Linked DNA regions of Gasterosteus aculeatus: region 1 is linked to region 2. The links are chromatin contacts, called in public Hi-C maps. All regions are on one chromosome and are shown on one strand. Each heading gives the region's core, a stretch centred on a gene start, on an enhancer-like site or on the middle of the called end of the contact. The rest is flanking DNA. Distances are from core to core; before and after follow the strand shown. Region 1 holds the start of rce1a (Ras converting CAAX endopeptidase 1a). Region 2 holds the start of znf16l (zinc finger protein 16 like).

The links. Hi-C and Micro-C count contacts between places; a contact is called where the count stands out from the background.
Region 1: a contact with region 2 is called in a Hi-C map of skeletal muscle, with 3 times the contacts expected there. The contact joins the promoter of rce1a here to the promoter of znf16l in region 2. A contact is called at or near these places in 3 of 6 Hi-C or Micro-C datasets (skeletal muscle and whole body).

Annotation. Positions count from the first base shown.
Region 1 is chr7:12,113,187-12,117,061 of fGasAcu3.hap1.1, reverse strand. rce1a (Ras converting CAAX endopeptidase 1a) reads left to right here and starts at 2,563. Exons shown (of 8, transcript XM_040181918.2): 1 at 2,563-2,939; 2 at 3,242-3,344. The coding sequence starts at 2,770.
Region 2 is chr7:11,974,558-11,978,199 of fGasAcu3.hap1.1, reverse strand. It overlaps znf16l (zinc finger protein 16 like), which reads right to left and starts at 2,017. Exons shown (of 3, transcript XM_040181916.2): 1 at 125-2,017. The coding sequence starts at 851.

The DNA.
Region 1 (3,875 bases), core at 1,314-3,813, 140 kb before region 2:
TTTTATTTTGTATAGCCCATTATCGCAAATTACAAATTTGCCTCAGAGGGCTTTACAGTCTGTACACATACAACATCCTCTGCCCCGAAACCCACCATCGGCACAGGAAAAACTCCCCAAAAAATGAAAAAACCCTTACAAGAGGGAAAAAAGGGAAGAAACCTTAGGGAGAACGTCAGAGGAGGGATCCCACTCCCGGGATGGACAGACTACAATGGATGCCATGTGTACAGAATGAACAATGTATAATACATGCAATTCCTATGACAGAAATGATAGTAATGAAGTAGTTGTGAGTAGTAAGCCAGGCGCACAGCAGGACCACTGCAGGGGCAACCACCATCACATAGAACCACCATCCACAGAAGCCTGTGGGGAGGGAGAGCGCAGAGATTTTAGGAGAGGGTAATGTCGGTTTATGAGTAAAGTAATATGATTAATATCTAAAATAATGATGATGATGATGGCAGCAGCAGGCGTCAGCATGGCCACGGTAGGTGTCAGGACCAGGGTCCCGACACTGTGGACCCTGTGTATATTTTGAAAGATGGTGTCATTATCAATTATGCGCTGATGTATTTTCGCGCAGTCTTATTGCATTATTGGCAATCATCATGTTCACTATATGGGTCTCTTGCTCTGGAGTGAACATTCTTCCTCTGCCCCCGACATCTGGACATCTAGCAATTCTGTAAAGTACCAATTTCAGTATTTTTGCATGTATGGTACTGTTGTGGTTCTGTGGAGTATGGCAGTGCTACAAAGTACTTACAGATTCTCATTTCGAAATGTCCTAATGATGCTTGCCACAGTGTAGCGGCTCAAATTAGGCTGAACCAGTTGGCCAGCTTCCCTCAGGGTCATCCCATGGTTGATGACATGGTCCACTATTGTAGCTCTGATGTCATCAGTTATTCTATTTTTTACTCTTCTTACCCTTCCTCTTTCCCCTCCTTGTCCCCTTTGGCTCCTCATTGTCCTCTTCATCTAACTTCCTCTAACCCTCTCGCTTCTTCACCTCCACATCCTCCCCCTCGGCTTAGTGTTAATGATTGCCATACATGTGTATAATTTTGTGTGTTGGAAATTTGGTAATTGAGTGTAAGCAGTGAGTTGTGTTTAAATTTCTGCTAAAAGAGTATCGTGCAGTGAATTGTGCCTACAGTTTTGCAAAGTGTGTGTTACAAAATTGCAAACTGAGTGCAAATCAGTGTTTGTGCTTTTTGTTTTGCAAACTCAGTGAGTGGTTTTACTATACGTATTAATAGTTTTAGAAATTGTACTACAAGAATCACGATTAGCGCTTAAGTATTCAGAAAAAAACTGTAATGCACCAATGCATCACTCAAGGAGCAAATACCTAACTGATTATTGATGAATCATTTGTTGATGCTAAGTATGTCCATTAGAAGCAATTCATTGGGAACAACTTTTGGGTTACCTGGTTTGCGTTGTTGTGTACCAATACTGCTAAGTCTACACATATTGATATAATAATTTATACTAAAATGGGTCAATTTTCCTTTACATTCTGCATTTGTATGTATCTGTAGCAATGAACTTCAGTTGTAGAGATGGTTCGGACCGAAATGTCCATTAATGTGACCTCATGGATATTCATGGTATTTTGGTACTACAGATGTACATGCATGCTGTTCAGAAGTTGAATCCCTCTGACTTTGATGTAAGGCTTGTGTATTGCATTTGTTGTTCACAGATATTGCACGCAAAGTACAATATAACCCAGATTATCACATTTTAATTAACTACGTGTTTAAATTCAAATGAATGCAACTACATGCATTACTTTGATTCCATCTGGTGAATATGTATATAGTTGCAGTTCCCAAAAAACAAAAAAAGTATGTCATCAGAGACTACAAGACTCAAGGCTACAATCTCATTAATAAATCTGCACACAAATTGTCCCGGTGCGGTTTATTTCCTGTCTTATTTCTTAGTTTTCTGCCTCTTGTCTCCCTGGGTAACTTCACTTCCTGCCTTGTCCTGTCATCCCCTGTGATTGTCTGATTGTTTCCACCTGTGTCCAATCACATGCACCTCCCTAGTGTATTTAAGCCATGTGTGTCTCTTGTGACTGGTCGCGTCAAAACAAAATAAGAGGAAAGGAAAAGAACCCAAACCGTGACACAAATATGTATTTCATAACTCACCTGTGGCTAACAATTTAGCTGTTAAAGATAATGCAAAACAGCTATCTTTGTTACTGTTTTTTGTTTAGGATGCGTAAAAGAGAGAAGTGTAAGTTCAGTATTTGATATTATGAATTCGAAATTTGATTATTTTTGGAGAATGATTTGTTCCTTTTTCCAAGGTCAGGATTAAACAATTTTTCTCGAATCATAAGTTAATATCGACAAAAGATTTAGAGTTGGATTTGAATAGCACAAAAAATCAGACAATAGATCAAAACAACTGAAAAACTCAGTTTTAAAGTACAAAAGAAAGAGATACTAACCCTAACACATCAAAGGACATGACCCATGAAGGATTTACTTAACAACACGAGGTGGCAGTATAATGTTACAATTACAGTAGCAGCGTCGAAGAAGAAGACGAAAAAAAAGCGCAACATATAATGACGTCATTACGAAGCGCCCCTGGAGCTAGCCGTCCAGCTAGCAACTTTAGCTCACGTTTCGAAAAGAGGCTATTGACAACTCACGTGGACATGTTATCTCTTTAGATGGTCCACCGACCGCCCCGGTACCGAGGAGTCGTTTGCTTGAGTCTCAACCGGCCGTCGTCATGGCACAGCAGAAGGACTTATCGCAAAACCTTCTGACAGACGGAGTGAAACCCAGCAATGGCGGCTTCGTACCGCCGGCTGGGTTGTGCTGGATATCGGTGCTCGCCTGTCTGCTGCTGGCGTGTTCATATGTCGGGAGTCTGTACGTGTGGAGGAGCGAGCTGCCGAGGTGAGCCGGACAAGCACTCTGTGGTTGGTCTCTGCTACGTGGTTCATAATGACAACGTTCCTTCTGATACATTTACCCAACCGCGGGGCTCAATGCGCGTCACCAGTAAAGCCCCAAATCTTTTAATGTTTTCATCTGTGTTCTCATTTACTCCCTGAGCCCACACTGTGTTTGACAGTGACACCGTAGCGCAGCTCTTTCTTTAGCAATGTCATTATGTTCCAGCCATGGTGGTACAAACGTTGCTGGGGGCCTCACAGGAAAGTTGGCTGTGATTAATGTCTCTGCTGGTCCTTTCCCAGGGATCACCCCACTGTGATAAAGAGACGCTTCACCAGTGTACTCATTGTGTCGGGCCTGTCGCCTCTCTTTGTGTGGGCATGGAGAGAATTCACTGGCGTCCGGGTGAGTCCATGCCTCGTAAACTACTGAATAAAACCCTTTATTAGGGTTGCAAAATAACGGGAATATTGAAAGTTGGACACTTTCTGTGTGAATTAACAGGAATAAACCAGACAAGTTGGGGTAATTTAACTGTATCTCCCATGCCATATGACAAAACAACATTTTGTAACTAGAAACTGTATTCTCTCAGTGAACAACAAGATCATGAAGGTTAAATAAAATGGTGTATTTCCTATGATTACCCCTTCCCCCCAAAAAGTTCTGAATGTACAATTAACTAAGTCCAAGCCTCTGGTTTTGGTATTTTTCCCTGATTTCTGTCAGGTCGACATCAACGTTCAGTTTACCAAGTAATCAATACGCTACGTAATGACAGACATTCAAAAACAACAGAACAAATATTTACGTTTGTGGCAGACAATGTTCCCTGCTGGCTGCCTCCAGGGTCCAGCTGAGCTCTGCTTGCAGAGTCTTTTCTCAACGACATTTATGTTCCCTGTTATATGCTTTCGTAAAAAAAAAAACCATTCC
Region 2 (3,642 bases), core at 768-3,267:
TCATTCAGTTGGATTCTGACTGGTAGATACTGTACGTTAAATAGGAATGTTAAATATGTAATGCTTTTAACTTTCCTAACTTTTCCTCCCTCCCCATGGCAATAATGGGCTTGTCCCCCCCTACCCTTCATGTCTGGCGTGTACTCCATCGGGGCGATCCACTCGTAGTCGTACATCCGCCTGCTGCCGGAGGGCAGCATGCTGAACAGGTCATCGGTGGCCGACTCGGAGTCCTCGTGCGTTGGCCCTGAGCCGGCCATGCCACCGTCCGGCCACAGGTGCAGGGAGTGCGGGTCTGGATCCGGGCGAGCCTCCCTCTCGCCGCTGGCTTGGCTGCTGTGGTCTCCGTCCATGTCCGCGCCCCCCCTCGAGTTCTTGTCTTTCATCAGATAGTCACAGATGGCGTCTATGTTCTCCTTCTTCACCCCCGGCATGGCGGGCTTGGCTCTCCGGGGATCGCCGCTCATGTGTTTGACGTGGGAGCAGAGGTCGTGTTTTTTGGAGCCGATGTCTGCGGGGAAAAGGTCCCTGCCGTCCCTCTGAGCGGTGTCCAGTCTCGACTTTAACACGTCGATCTCGTCGGTTTTCTCGCGCAGCTCCATCTTCAGGACTCGTATCCTGATGCTGACCATCTTGCGGATGTCCGACAGCGCTGTCTCCAGCACCGCGGCGATGTTCCTGCCGAGGTGCTCGGTGATGTCGCTGACCGAGAACAGCAGCTCTTCGTCGTGCTCCAGCTCCAGAAAATCACTGTCGGCTCGGCTCGCCGACCTGTGGGGCTCCACGAAGGCGCCGTGGAGCTCGGGGGACATGCCGGCATCAGCCAAGCTGTGGTTTCTTTTGCGACTCATTAATCAGTTTTGCTGTGAGCTCAATTATTTCTGAAGAGTTTGTTAGCTAAAAGCTAACCAACAAGCTAATGTTTGGGTGATGCTGAAATACTGTAGTTACGTGTGCCAGAGTATCGGCGGATGTGGGAGGAACCTGGCTTCACAACAAAAGCACAGTTATGTCAAACAACTGACTAGACGTATCTTGGCCAATTAGACTTTTATTTTGAAAGGAGTAAATGGCAGTAACGTTGGTCGGCCTGATAACTTGATAGAGACGCAACAGAGTTGCAGTAATGGCTGGACGCTGAGTTGGATGTTTCTAATCGGTAGCGCCCCCTAAAGTATACAGTAGGAAACCAGGTGTGAGAGCAAAATGAGATAAAAAGCGCCTTCATATAGGACAAGGATGTTTACGTTGTAACTACGTGGCGGTTGTGTTGGTCACTACAGTATTTAATCGTGTTTCATGGCTTAAATACTATGATACATTTATAAAATATCTTCTGGGTTGTACGGTCTTGTCAATTCCTGTTTGGATGTGTTCATCTTCATTGTTTTCATCCTAACAAAGCTAGAGATCTATTAATACTCACGTGTTTCTCACTTTCTAAAAAGAATGTTTAAAACGGGTTTTAACAATATATTATAGTTGTAAATAGTTTGAGATCAGAAAGCTATACTACACAGTCCCTACCACTAAACTCATGACAGCTGATTCTGAACAGAATGGAACTGAATAGATCACAACTAATAAACTGAGCATAAATAGAAACGAAAAAACAAAGGACAATTTGTCCATCTGTTCAAATCAATGCAAAACCAAAATAAAGGGTATTTTATTCTAAAGAAATCATCAGCGGCTGCCGGTCCACCAAGCCAATTCTGAACAGCCTGGGAACTCAAAAGTGGTTTTAATTTATTATTGTTGGCGTATAACTAATAAATCAATCCCTGAACAAAGCATTATTAAACCCTTTCGAACTTATAAACACTTATATAAAGAGATAATCATAGTCATCATAGTAAATAAATATCAAAGGCTAATTCACCAAAGTTATTCCAATATAGTTTTTCATGTTTTAAAAACACCTGTAAACTACTGCTAAACTAGCAACAGAAGGATTCCGGGATTTTTAAAGGCGCACTATGTCATTTAGAAATGTGAAAAGTGTAATAGTGGCAAACCCATGAACAATTATCCCCTATTCTTATTAGCAGCTATCTGTCCATCCTACTGTGCACTATCTATCACTTTCTATGCTCTGCACCAAACCCAGATCTCAGAAATATGTTTTTCTTGACAATACATTTTTGTTCTATGGCAACATCATTTTTAAGAGATCAGGCTGCAGCAAGCACACAGTTACGCCCCAGTTAAACTCCTAACAGGCCATTAATGTGATGTAATGTAACAAGCCATTACTCCTAGTACATTACTAGTGCAGATGAAGATTTATAGAAATAGCTGGTGAACATAGTGCAGCATTTAGCAGCTAAAGACATGGATTTGTTTCTCTGTTGTTGGTGGAGTCTAAAAACATGAAAAAAGAGATGTTGAGATTTGTTGTCATTTTGCCCATAGTTGGAAAATATGATGATGCACCTTTAAGTAAATGAGCAATTTGAAAATTCAGTTGAAGCTCATGGCGTCTAAAACGTAAAGCAGGGATCACAGTTTGATGCATTCACACGCATACCACTAAAGAATGCTGTAGTTCACACTCCTAAGTCACCTGACAACGACGTGTGTGGAGTAAAAGTGTAATAAAACAAGTAAGTATTATATGACGCCTTAAAGAACTTAATTGCTGAGCTACCGAGTATCTTGTGACTCTGTTCCTGTGATTGTCTGTTAGCTGCTGTTAAAAACGCTCCAGTTTAGGAGCAACGCTGCTGCTTCTTGGCTGCAGTGCTGAGTGGACAGAGGAACTGACTGGAGGAAAGGAAATGCTGAGTCGGTTCCTGGGTTGTTTGAAGGGAAAGCACACACACACACACACACACACACACACACACACACACACACTTTGGATTAAACACTCTCTCAAACCTACACACACAATAACCAAACAGAGAGGCAACTTTGACGGAAACGTTGTTACTCTTTCTAGGATAGACAGAGTACGAAAATACAGGTATATAAGTAGGAAATAATTCCAGCTGATCTTTATGTAAGAGCAGGGACAAAAGTAACCCGGTGTCTTTTACGGTCTGATTTAGAGATCAGGCTTTATTTGCTCAGTGTGTGATAATTAACTTGAAAGCTGTACACTTTTTGAGGAGGGATTTTGAGTCAAGTGAACCGGAGTCACACAGGAAACTTACAGAAAGCAACTTTCTTCTATATGGAACTGAAAATAAAATACTATATAATAATATAATATATGGCAAACCACAATAAATAGGTAACTGCGTAAATGAATGAACAATAGTAATTTCATAAAATCATCTACAAGAATATTAGAACAAGATAATTACATAAATAAATCTGATGAAAGAAATAATAATTATATTAATAAATTGAATCTCTGTGTCCACAATGTTTTTTTTAAGTTGGTCTGTTATTGATTCGGGTGTATTTTCATTGGATAATAGTTAATACAACAATCATTTAGGAATATTTGGAATAGAATAGAATATTCCAAAATTATATGAAAACAATCTCCTTCTCTAACTTGTTCACTTTAAAATCCACTCTACCAATTTGTTGGTTGACTTAAATGTGTGCCAACCACAGACGTCTATGTCCTTCAACGATATATTATTTATCATTATGTTGAGAGAAAAGGAGTTTTATTTTGAAAAGAAA